2 separate regions of the Mus musculus genome follow, and region 2 is linked to region 1. The links are chromatin contacts, called in public promoter capture Hi-C maps. All regions are on one chromosome and are shown on one strand. The core of a region is the stretch at or near the end of the contact, and the rest is flanking DNA. Distances in the headings are between cores, read along the strand shown. Region 1 holds the start of Ddn (dendrin). Region 2 holds the start of Lmbr1l (limb region 1 like).

Region 1 (6,164 bases), core at 2,977-5,476:
AATGAGCGGGAAGAAGTCAAGAAGGACTGAGGGAGGGACACAGTGGGGGATAGGTCAGAGAAAGAGAGACTCCAGAGCTGCATAAAGGGGCGAGTAGATTTATTGGGCGCCTGCTATGTGCCAGGCACTGTGCAAGACGCCTTATATACATTACCTCATTAAATCCTCACAACAACCCTGCGAGGTAGGTGTTTATAAACCCCCATTTGACAGATGAGGAAACTGAGGCTCAGGGAGGTGAAGTGATTTGGCCAAGGTCACATGGCTAATAAATGGCAGACACAGAGGAAGTGCCCAGGGTTGGAAAGAAAGAAAAGAAAAAGAAAAAAGAAGAAGAAGAAGAAGAAAGGCTTAAATGTCAGTCTCAAACCGGTTGGCGTGGATTAATACAAAGAAGGGCTCGGCGCGCCCCAGAAGTCTGGGAGGCCGGAGGCCTGCTCCCGGCCCCGCGCGCGGTTTGGAGGTGTCAAGGCAGGAAACCGGCGCCGGTAACTAGGGATCCAGATAACTGGCAGTGCTGGTGTAGGGGCACTCGAGCACCAGCAACCGGGGGAATCCGCGACCTGCGCGCGCCCCGTAGTGGCTACAGCGAGTATCACACCCCGCACCGTCTGCTGAAAAATCCACCTTCCTCCTTGCCTGGCTGTTTTCCTTGGAGAGACACAGAAATTGTCAAGGTCCTATCCGGTGGGCGATACCGTCTGCGTGGAAAATCCCGGTAACACTTCAGAGCGTCACTAAGGACACGGAGATGGAGGAGAAGGGGAAGGCCTAAAAGTGTCCCAAGCTGATTCATTGGCTACCTTCCCTCTCCAGCTTGGGCCACAGCAGGCTAGAGGCAGTGAGAGGGCCATGATCCTGCTCGGCTGTGGGAGCACTCACCTAAACTGGGAAAATTGGAATAGAAGCCCTTTGTCCGTTTAAATCTGAAGACCTTGACAGTCTTCCGAACTGAGGATGACCGAAGTGGGTAAGAACCCTCAGATTCTCTCTACTCGCTTATTCACAAAATCCTAGGGACAAAAGAATGGGAGGCAGAAAGCGCTCATTTTACATTTACAGAAGTCCGGGATGCCCGGGCGCAAAAATAGTTACTCTGAGGTCCACCAGCTAGGTCAGTGGCAGAGTTGGAATTGAAACTTGAGTTGTAACATCAAAGAGAGCCCTCTCGCCAGGTTGCTGGTTGTGTGTATGCATTCATTTCTTCTCTGCCCAAAGTTCCTCTGTCTCCTCCACTCAGTCACTAGGTTCAAGGCCTCTCCATTACTTTTTCTCTCCTGTCAGGGACCCTGCCCTGCCCATCGCAGGCACCATCCCTGCCCCTTCTCTTTCTCTGTCGGAACAGTTCCACACCGAATGTAGCAGGTGTGGATGGCCCACCCACACTTTCCCTGAAACTAACCCTTGAGTTGGCAGACGCTACCTTCCCTGGTTCCTCCTCTCTCCTCTGTTTCAAGTGTGGGAACAGGTATAGGTGGGAAAGAAGAAAAGGAAGCAAACGAAGCCTGGAGAGAGAGAAGGAGCAGGTGAGCCCAGGGTGGATGGGCTGAGCGACACGAGAACAAAGAGGGGCATCGCTCACTCCCTCTCTCTATTTCCCTGTGGCGTTTTCCTGGTGTCCTCTCGGATGAAGCCTTCCTCGGTTTGACTGATGACATCCACAATCTCCCGGATACTGTCGCTCAGCCCTGCTGTCTTCCCGCCTTCCCTGGGCCGGGTGTTCCCAAGCGCAGGCAGGGTCCTCTCATTCCGCCAGGAGGCGCCTGGGGCGTCTGTGTCGCTTCCATCAGAGGAGCCGCTATGGACGCTGAGATCCTCCGCTTCGTCTGAGTCCGAATCTGGGGCGGTGTGGCGGCGGATGCGGGACACGGCTTCTCGCAACGCCCCGGCGTAGGGCCCTGGAGTCCGCGCCCAGCCCCCGCCCGCGCGCCGCGGGACACCAGCCGCTTCTGAGCCCTTCAAGCTGCCGGCGCATACCGGAGCCGCTGGGCCTAAGGTCGGGTGCTCTTGGCTACCTGGCTGCGTGGGGGCGTCTCGCGGGTTCACTTCTCCGACAGGGAACCCCAAACCGCTGGAGGAGCGCTCCTCCAATGAAGAATCCCCCTGCTGTCCGACCTCGGCCTCGCACTCGCGACCCTCGCTCGGTTGGTTTAAGACTCGACTGCTCAACAGTCGCTTTTGGCAAACTGAAGGGTTGGCAGCGGCCCCCTCGCCCTCCTCCTCGTGACAGGGCTTGGGTTGACTAAGGCTGTCGCTCACACTGCACGACTCCCCAGAGGGCACGAGCTGACCCTGCTGGGTTCGAGGGGTCGGAACGTACTGGGACTTTATCACCACGCATGTGGCGTCAATGACAAAGATGCCTTCTCTACCAGCGGGACCTCGGGAAATGCGGGGCAGGGTGTGGGCACGGCGGGTCACCTTCCAAACTTCCAGGGTCTCATGTTCTGCCCCCTCTCTTTGACCCAGGGACTCTTTCCACCCGGTGCCTCCAGGAGCCCAGGGTCTAGGGAGCGTCTGGCTGTGCCTAACTGGAGGCTTTTTAGGGGAGGCAAGCCAACACGTGGGAAGCCATATCTGCTCACTTCCTTCTTTCCCTTTCCTTGACCCCCTGAGGTGCTGCCTGGACCTGGGAACAGGACGAGGTGGGCTGCTGATCGCGGACCTAGAGAGAGCTGCGTCCGTGCCTGGACCGCCAGTCGTTTTGCCTTGGGAATGACTATCGCCAGCACTGTTCAGGCCAGCAGCAACTAGGCCTGAGCTTTTCTCTATAGCCCCTTTGCAAGACTCTGGCCTAGCTCTGGCTGCTGTACAGCCTGGAGCACCTCCTAAGAGTCCCCGTCCCTGTCTGAGACCCCAAGCTCCTAGAACATCCCGGTAGATTCGAGGATCCAGCCTCTTCTTCGTGCGCCCTCCCTCTGTCCTGGTGGTGGCTGGAACTGGGGCTGATGAGGTGGGCGCCCGGGAGAGCTCCGGGCCTCGCTTAGTCCCCAGGGTCCTGTGGGGACCTTCATAAGAAGGTGGAGCCACATAGGGTGGCGGCCGGTCCCAGCGGCGCCTTGGGGCTGTGCCTGCAGAGCCTCTCAACAGCAGGTGAGCCTCGTAGCTAGGGGGCCCTGGCCTTCTGCCTCCCCATGGCCCCGCCCATGCAACCCCTGGGTCACCCTGCGGGAGCACGGATGGTCGGGGCGCTCGCCCCACCTGCCCGAAGCGCTCTGGTCTGGAGAAAACTGGAAACCCTGTAGGTTGGGCTGCCCGAAGGGCGTTCCGGGGCTCTGGGCGGGGCTGACCTAGGGGACTCCGTCGGGCCCCGCCAGCCTTGCGCCTTTTTCTCTCGGTCTCCTTGGCCTCCCGCTCCTGCGACGCCGCCTTTCTTTTCTCTTGTTCCCGGGCTCGGACCTCGGCGGGGGGGCCCGCCCGCCAGTTGGTTGCCTCCTGCAGCACCCTGGAGGCCCAGGGTCGGCGGGGTGGCGGCTCAGGGGATCCCGGGCGCAGCCTACACCTGGGACAATGAGCAGGAACCCAGGTGAGCAGTTTGCGGGGACAGAGAGCCGAGGTCCGGGGAGCTGGGAGCACTGGAGACCACTTGGGGCAGCCATGTGGGAGGGTTCGTGTGAGTGTCTGAGCGAGTGCACGTGCGTATATGTTAGGGCTAAAGTCGAAATGAGACTCCTCGCCATCTCTCCATGCACACTTTAACAGCGACTGCCCCCATCTCACCGCCTGCCACTAGTACTCCTGTCCCCCTAAACAGCGCTCAATGATTCAGGCCCCAGTCCTCGACGAGTGGGGGGAGGGAGGCGCGGGAAAGAGAAGGGAACAGCAGCAATTGCTGGTGCCAGCGGGGAGGTCTGGACCCCACTTCCCGCCCCACCACTTGCTGCCCCTCACCCCTCCTTCACTCACGTGCGGCTCTGGGGCCCACGGGCCCAGTAGCTGGCCTGGATGTCCATGGACTGTCGAGAAGGAGCGCGACGACTATAATGACAGGAAATAGTCTTCACTTCAATCACCAACAGCTTGGACTTCTGCACCCAGAGGCAGCTGCCGGACTCCTCATCCTGGAGCTCCCGGGGGCTGTCGGGCCCCTCGGAGAATAACGGGCCATCCAGCATCCTGCCCCACCCCACCCCGGCCCCCCACCCTCCCACCCGCCCCGTGAGCCCCCTCCCAACCCAGGGAGCCGGCGCCCACTGCAGAGCGGCAGGCCCAGGGACTGGCAACTATATATACCCGGGCACACGTGTGTGCCTGTCTGTGCGTGTGTGAGTGTGTGCTAGCGCGCGAGCGCGCGCGCATGTGACACGCCGCCGTGGACGGCTCCGCGCTGCTTCCTCCCCCATGTGCACGGCCGCCCCCTGGGGCCTGGGATTGGACGCCCCTTCCCACTCACTGCTCAGGTCCCCCAAGCCTAATGGGACCTGCGAGTGGGCGGGGAGAGACTTCTGATTCTTGCCAAGCTTACGGTGCCCTCTCCTCCAGCCCCCATTTCTTCATCCTTCCCGAAGTTTTAACCCTTTGCTTTCCTGCTTGTCAGGTTGCCTGACCACCAGTGCTCTCTCTATTCCTGCCTGCTCGCCCAGACTCCTTTCTCCGACAGGGAGTGGTGAGAACAGAACTCAAGGTCTCTGCCTGCCACTCGCTGCTGGTTTCCATGGGGTTGGGGTGCAAGAGAGGCTGGCCCACAGCTGGGGGGAGCGGGCTATTTTTAGTGTCGGTGGCATTCGGGTGCAGCTGAGATGAGTAACCAGTTCCTAAGCAGTACAGAGAAGAGGTGCCGCTTTCAGGAAGCTTTTGTGCGACTCTGGGGGAGAGCTGCTCCCCCAAGACCTCAGAAAGGTGCACCTGTATGCCTCAGCTTTCTCTGCTGAGGCGGAACTCCATCTATCCTGGCCACCAAACAGCAGGACGACTCCTACTCTAAATATGGGTGTCCTTGGGCACCCACAGAGCCTTCCCTGAGCAGCAGGCTAGCTCCCCTAACCCAGAAGCCAGGATTCTAGGGTTACACAGTTCCGTGCCCACACAGCTCTTCCAAGCCTTATGTGGGGTGCAGATAGAGTGCTTAAATACATTTGTACCCTAACAGAGGGGGATGGACTAGAGTGCTCCTGTGGCACAGCCAAATCCCCTAGCAACAGAAAAGATAAAAGTGGCCTTTCTTTCCTAGGTCGGGGCTCTAGTTCACTTGACTGGCATGGTGTGGTGCAGCTCACCTTTTGGACTCACTCGATTCTGGGGGGTTGCTGCTTGCATCCTCGGGATCCCTCCCCCTATGCCTGTACCAGGTGTCCCCTGATTCACCATGGTAATGTTAGTGGCAGCACAGCCCACGCCAACCTTCCATGCAGAGACTTAGCAACCATGCCTGGCAACCATAGCAGCAGCTCAGGGGAGGGGAGAAGTGTAGGGAGCGGGATGAGAGGGTGGCAATGGCTCCTGAGGAAGAAGGGACCATTTGCTGCTCCTGACTTTAGGAACAGAAGCCTGTGGGCTTGCAAAGTGTGTCTATCCCCATTTTCCTCAGCTGCTTCCCAGGAGCTGAGACTTGGTGGGGTAAATGGGAGAGACAAAAGTTGGTTTTTCATAGAAGTACAAGGAGCATTTGGATACAGAGCCTTCTTTTTAAGGGGACAGGGACCAAAGAATTGTTATAGGTCACACTCATTGAGAAACAGCAAAGTAGAACCTGACCTGTTCTGCTGTCCCTCCCCTGCCACTCCTCAACCCCCACCCCATGCCATGATTCCACCTACCTCCTGGCTGCCCTGAGGATGGCTTGCAGGCACTGCCAGGGCCCAACAGAATCCCACAGCTTTTAAAGTCTTGCCTCCTCCCTGGACAAGTCCTCCTTGATGAAGGAATGTGACACAAGGAGACATTTGTCCTTTCCACCCTCTCCACACACACAAACATGCTCTAATTATAATCATTTGGAGGCCTCCCTCCCCCAAGCTTGGGAATGTGCTGAGAGCAAAGATGTGGATGGAGAGGGGGCCCAAGCACTGAGAGCTGACCTCTAACAAGCGCCCTGATGTGTTCCCTGTGTTCCATCAGAAAGCCCGCTTTGTGAAAACTAGCGTGGCCCAGGTTCTTCTGAAGGCTTGGCAGGAGAAGGGAAAGCCAGGGAATTACTCAGGACCTGCTCCTGGCTTGGATGCTAA
Region 2 (6,015 bases), core at 1,650-4,149, 110 kb after region 1:
GTTGCAAACAGAAGTATTGAGATCTGTGGCAAAAAGCAAGCTGGAATGAGACGTTCTATAGCCGCTATAGAAAGCTCCATACATCGTGGAGTTCTCATTGGTGACTTCCCTTCAGTTAAGCTACGGGGGAGGAGGGGAGGACTTTAAGAAGGACCAAACAGAGGTCACCCCTGGGAAAAGAAGGCCAACCCAGCCCTGGTACTGTGCTGGAGCCACAAGCTTCAAGCAGAGGAACTCGCAGAAATAACACATATGCACACACACACACACATACTCCACATCCTACATCAGGCCATAGAATGAGAGAGGCTGACATTGAGAACATTCTAGGAAAGAAACAGGCTTGGGGAAAGATGCCTCTGTTGCCTTGGCATGTCCTCTTACCCAGCTTCAGTTGCTGTAGTGAGAGCGTATGCCCCAGGCACTACTGCATAAGAATCCCATCTGGAGAGCAAATCAGAACTTCTACTCCAAACCAGGGCCCCTTCAGCTTGAGAGAAGGCTTTAGTCGGGCCCAACATTTCCAGAGCAGGTCATCTGTCACTCTAAAAGTAGTCACTCCTGAGACCCTACCATAAGTAATTTCTAACTTCAGAGCCAAGTATCTTAGGACCTACACATGGCCTTGAGTGGTTAGACCTCCAAATGACAGGACAGAACTTGGACAGATAAGTAGTACAAGCATTACATCTCTACACCATTCCAAGGCATCAGAAAAACAAAAGGGAAATGTCATTGCATTTGAGGTAGGCACAGACAAGCTCGATCTCACGTGTCTTCTAGTCTCCAAGATAAACAGACCCTAGAGGAAATCTGTACAGTGACAAAGAGGAGACCAAGAAAGTCCTGTGTCTAGAATAAAGTGATAGCTTTTGATTTAGGAAGTCCCCATAGGAAGAGCCACTAAGATGGAAGCTGAATTTTCCCAACAGCTCCTTCTCTGCCCCTTTTGGTCTTGAACTTGATTAACAGCCAAGAGGGTAGTAGAGCTCAAAAGGTCAGGCTTGGGGTTCCACCCACTTCCAGGACAGGCTAAGCTGTTTCAGTGCTCGCTCCCTCCCTCTCCCATGGTGTCTCTGTGTAGCCCTGGATGTCCTGAAACTCACTCTGTAGACCAGACTGGCCATAAACTCAAGAGATCCGCTTGCCTGTGCCTCCTGAGTGCTGGAACTGAAGGCGCGCACCCCCACCTCCTACCTGGGTTGTTCTCTAGTTTCTAGATGGGAGCCACATTCAGGAGACACTAGAAACGTTCACTTGCCCCTGGCTGGAGCTGATGTCCTAAGCTAATGGCTTAGGAGGCAGAAACACATACTGAGCAGTTTCTTCGGCCTCATCCCTCCAGGTGGTCAGTATCTTATAAGGCCTGGATGTGCCCCCCCCTGGCCCCCCACCGTGATATGCCCAATCCCCAATGTGTACCTCTCCCAAGGAACACAGAAGAGATGCTACCCGACTCTTATCCTGGGGCTAGATACTCGTATGCCCTCATTGGTAAGGGCAGACCTAGTCCCCTTTACCGTTTCTTCAATCTAAGCATGCCAAGGGGTAGCCTAAAGCTCAGCCTGAGAAAAATGAAGAAAGACACCATCTGAGCCCTCCCCTTTATTCAGTAAGATCTCCTTCCACTCCTCCAAACCCTTCCCTTTTCATTTAGTATGTGCAGAGCTCTCTGGGAAAACAAAACAAAATAAAACAAAAAAACCCAGCAGACAAAGAGATTATCATTCAAAGCAGGCCCAAGGAAAATAGATTTCCCTAAGTCCCACGGGTGCTCCTACCCTAGAGTAGTACACTGCCGTATGGAAAGTTCAACTGCAATTCTAGATTAATGCTTAAAGAATAAGAAATACAGGCTAGATGCGCTCAGGATCACTGCGGACCCGGGACCCTCCCACCCCCACCCCACCCCACCCCACCCCACCCACACATGAGAACTCACACGGGATGGCTGGAAACCCAGTCTGAGTGTCAAACAAATTATCCGGAAGTCGTGCGGGGTGTGTGTCATTGTATTGGCTTGTGTTTGGCATGCTGCATGCCAGAGGCCCAGGATTCAATCACAGAAGGAATGAAAACAACCACTACTACAGGGGAGAGAAAACAGGCGGGGAAACCTCGGTGTTCCTCCATCTCCACTTCTTACAACCCCATCTCGTCGGACAGGACTTCTTTCTTCCTTAGTGGGAGGACCCACTACAGCTCCCACTTTTCCTTCGCCCCTCGCGCCACCATCGCATGTCCCCGGTTAACTGCTCAATGTGACCGAGTCTCCCTTCATTTCAACATCAACCATGGTTGCCCTTCATCTACTTTTAAGGGGGAACACGCACACTAACTTGTCCCGAAGCAAATCCATCCTTTTCCAGAGGATCAAACGCTCCACACTAGAGGACCCCCATCGCCAGGAACGCCCACGGGGGTGGAGTAGAAGGGGCGGGGGGAGGGGCGAGCGGCCGAGGAACGGAAACCCGGCGGCTTTGTTTACGGCTCAGGGACCCAGCCGACCCGACCGGGAGTTCACCGGCCCGGCCCCGGCGCTCGCAGGGGTCGAGGTGCTCCGGAGCCCAGGCAGCTGGACTTCCCGTCTCCATCGCGGCGCGCCCCTCCCACCTCGGCCCGGCCCCTTCCCGCCCAGGTCCCGGACTCACGATGCACTCGCGGACCCTGTCGTGGAACAGCTGTTCTCGCACGGATAGCACTTCGTAGTCAGCTGCTTCCATACTCTGCTCAGCATGACTGGGGCGGGGGTGTCTCCGGGCCCGGGGAGGACGAGCGGGGATGAGGCCGCCGCCGCCCGCCAAGCACCCGGACCCAGCCTAAGCGCCTCTCCTCGCTGCCCGTGACGGAAACTCAAGGTAATCTGGGGCTCAGATTCTGCGGTCGGACGCCCCGCCCTTAAAGGGGCAGGCCCCAGCCCGCCTAGTCTTAAAGGGCTCGGGTCCCCCTCGGTCCCCTCCCCTTTAAGGTGGGGTCACTCGCAAGCACGTTTCAACGCAAGTACCCGCCGCCCGGCTACGCGGAAGTGCCAGGCTTGGTGCCCAGTGACGACACAAGGCCTGGGCGGGTTTCTTCAGAGGAGCGGAACTTACTGGTTCCTCGTAGACTGTCGGTCATCGCTAGGAGTGCGCTGATAGGACATTCTGGGAAAGGAGGCGGGATGTTTTTGGCCTGTCGAAGCTGTTCTAAAACTAAGAGTCCTTGTGGTCCACGGCTGAGATGTGAGGGTTGGTTCCAGGATGTGTATCCGTCAGGATTTTAGTTTAAACGAATAAGGTTGGGATCAGGTCAGCCCGTCGAGAAGATGTAAGCACCACGGGGTCTTCTGAAGGGACGGCTGCCTGTAACCCAAAGGTCCATAGCGTTTTCTTTTCTTTTTCTTTATTTTTATTTTTGGTTTTTCGAGATAGGGTTTCTCTGTGTAGCCCTGGCTGTCCTGGATCTCACTCTGTAGACCAGGCTGGTCTCGAACTCAGAAATCCGCCTGCCTCTGCCTCCCAAGTGCTGGGATTAGTGGCTTGTGCCACCACTGCCCGATGCGTTTTTTTATTTGTTATTGGAGTTTCCCTGCCACTCCAGACAGCTTTCACACAGTTATTTTTGTGGAAGGCCTAGGGTATTAGAGAACAAATAGTTAAAAAACAAACCACAACAAAAACAAAAAAACAGGAGACTTTTTAAAAATGTCATGAAACTTTTGTTTTGTTGAGACAGGTCTTGCGATGCAAACCAGGCTACCCTTGAATTCTCAGCTTCCTAGTTGATTGCATGTATTACCAGGCCCAGGCTATCCCGAAACTGAGGAAATATCCCAGGGAATATTGGTGAGTGGGTTGAGTAAAACATTAACTCCCAAACATTAACTCCCTGCTATGTGCTGTTCTCTTTATAGCCTTTATCTAATTTTAATGTTTTAACATTTTAACGTTTTAACGTTTTAATTTGAAACTAGAAAATAGAGGTTGGCCCAGTCCTACTTTGAGATTCAGAAACCATCTGGGCATTGTGGCACACGTCTTTTAATTCAGCACTAGGAAGGCAGAAGCAGGTGGATCTATAAATTCATGGCCAGTCTGCCCTTTACATAATGTTTTAGGACAACCAGAGTAACATGGTGAGAATTTGTCTCAAAAACAAAATAAATACATCCCGTGTATACATTTATGTTTATATAGTTGGCCCTCTGCATTGTTGGGTTCTACATCTGTGGGTTCAGCTAATCTCAAACACAAAGCAAAAACCATTTGGGAGGGGTAGCTATAGAGATGGCTCAGTTGGTAACAGGAGAAGGACCTAAGTTCCATTCCTAGCACCCACAATTAATGAGTAGTGCAGGCTGGTGAACCCGGGGAGGTGTGGACGGGAGGATCCCTAGGGTCTGCTGACTAGACTAGTCAGCGAACCCTATTCATGTAGCCCCAAGTCCTAATGAGAGACCAAGTCTAAAAACACATCTGGGATACAAAGAGAGACCCTGCTTCAAAATACAACAGCAAAATACATCTAGGGCTGGGAATGTTACACAGTGATAAAGAACTTAGCATGAGCAAGACCTTGGATTTGATTCCCAACACCATGAAAAAAAGTCTTGGGAACAAAATTATGTCTGTACTGAACATGTGCAGATTTTGTGTTCTTGCTGGTATACCCTAAATTTTGTTTTGTTTTTTGTTTTTTGAGACAGGGTTTCTCTGTGTAGCCCTGGCTGTCCTGGAACTCACTCTGTAGACCAGGCTGGCCTTGAACTCAGAACCACCTGCCTCTGCCTCCCAAGTGCTGGGATTAAAGGCATGCGCCACCACTGCCCGGCTATACCCTAAACTATTTATATAATTTTTACACCGTATTGAGAATTATAGGTGCTGGAGTATTGGTTCTAAATATTTTGGGCGATATGCATACGTTATATGCAAATTCTGAGTTGTTGGCATTTTTTTGTTGTTGTTTTTTTGTTTTTAAGACAAGGCCTCTCTATAGTCCCAGCCTTCTCAGAATTCAGTGTTTAGAGAAGGCTGGCCTCAGATTCACTGAGATCCAGCTGCTGCTCCTCCTGATGCTGGAATTAAATACACGTGCCACCATGCCCCACTCCACCACACCACAGTTGTAAGTTTTACACTTGTACGTCTGTTTCTCTCTCTGTCTCTGTCTCTCTCTCTCTCTCTCTGTGTGTGTGTGTGTGTGTGTGTGCATGAGAACAAGTTCATGCCCAGGTGCACATGAGGCGGTCACAGGACAACTTTGGGGAGCTAATTTTCTCCTTCCACAGTGTAGGTCCCAGCAACTGAGCTGAGGTTGTCAGGCTTGGCCAGCAAGTGCTTTTGAAAGCCACCAGAGTCCTCAGACATTTATTTCAACTATGAGAAGCGTGGTGCTTTAATGACAGTGGTATAGTGCAAATCAGGTTGGGCACACTCCTGTCTGCACAGGCTTGTAATTCCAGCACAGAGAAGGATTGAAAGCTGAGGCAGAAGGATGTAGGTTGGCCAGCTTGGGTTAGGAAGTTCCAGTCTAACTGGGAATACCTAACAAGGCTTTGTCGCAAAAAATAAACCAAAAGTAGACATTGTCTCAACAAAATAGATCAAAAATAACTAAAAGACTTAGACTCGCTGGGCAGTGGTGGCGCCTGCCTTTAATCCCAGCACTCGGGAGGCAGAGGCAGGCGGATTTCTGAGTTTGAGGCCAGCCTGGTCTACAGAGTGAGTTCCAGGACAGCCAGGGCTACACAGAGAAACCCTGCCTCGAAAAACAAAACAAAACAAAACAGAAAAAAAAAAACCAAAAAAACAAAAAAACCTCAGAGTCAAACCAGAGCATTTCATTCCTATTGACTGCCATGCATAAGATTCAGGTCCATGATATGCCAGGTGTTAGGTGTGTTGAGTAGATATGAAGGACCTAGCTTCTCCTTCATAGAACTTAGAACTTGTAGGAATGATAAACAGCGAGTAGGAGGCTGGGGGCAGGGTAGTTCAGTAGGCAGAGTGCTGCCAACCATGCACATAACCTGGG

What was found. Capture Hi-C pulls out chosen DNA fragments and counts their contacts.
Region 2: a promoter capture Hi-C map of pancreatic islet shows a contact between it and region 1. The contact joins the promoter of Lmbr1l here to the promoter of Ddn in region 1. A contact is called at or near these places in 17 of 39 promoter capture datasets (the 3T3-L1 cell line, 3T3-L1-derived adipocytes, cranial neural crest and 10 more), 2 of 15 datasets of contacts at CTCF or cohesin (the NIH/3T3 cell line and embryonic stem cells), 34 of 484 Hi-C or Micro-C datasets (the C2C12 cell line, the G1E-ER4 cell line, the HL-1 cell line and 17 more), 11 of 115 datasets of contacts at active chromatin or transcription factors (bone marrow-derived dendritic cells, embryonic limb bud, embryonic stem cells and 1 more) and 4 of 9 other capture datasets (adipose tissue, embryonic stem cells, liver and 1 more).

What each region holds. Positions count from the first base shown.
Region 1 is chr15:98,803,699-98,809,862 of GRCm38.p6, forward strand. Ddn (dendrin) reads right to left here and starts at 4,227. Exons shown (of 2, transcript NM_001013741.1): 1 at 3,907-4,227; 2 at 84-3,502. The coding sequence starts at 4,115. The coding sequence ends at 1,579. B130046B21Rik (a long non-coding RNA gene) reads left to right here and starts at 2,617. Exons shown (of 3, transcript XR_003951472.1): 1 at 2,617-3,526; 2 at 4,538-4,624; 3 at 5,171-6,164.
Region 2 is chr15:98,915,199-98,921,213 of GRCm38.p6, forward strand. Lmbr1l (limb region 1 like) reads right to left here and starts at 2,900. Exons shown (of 17, transcript NM_029098.3): 1 at 2,652-2,900; 2 at 1-23. The coding sequence starts at 2,723. Gm41396 (a long non-coding RNA gene) reads left to right here and starts at 2,771. Exons shown (of 5, transcript XR_001781764.2): 1 at 2,771-2,858; 2 at 3,715-3,824.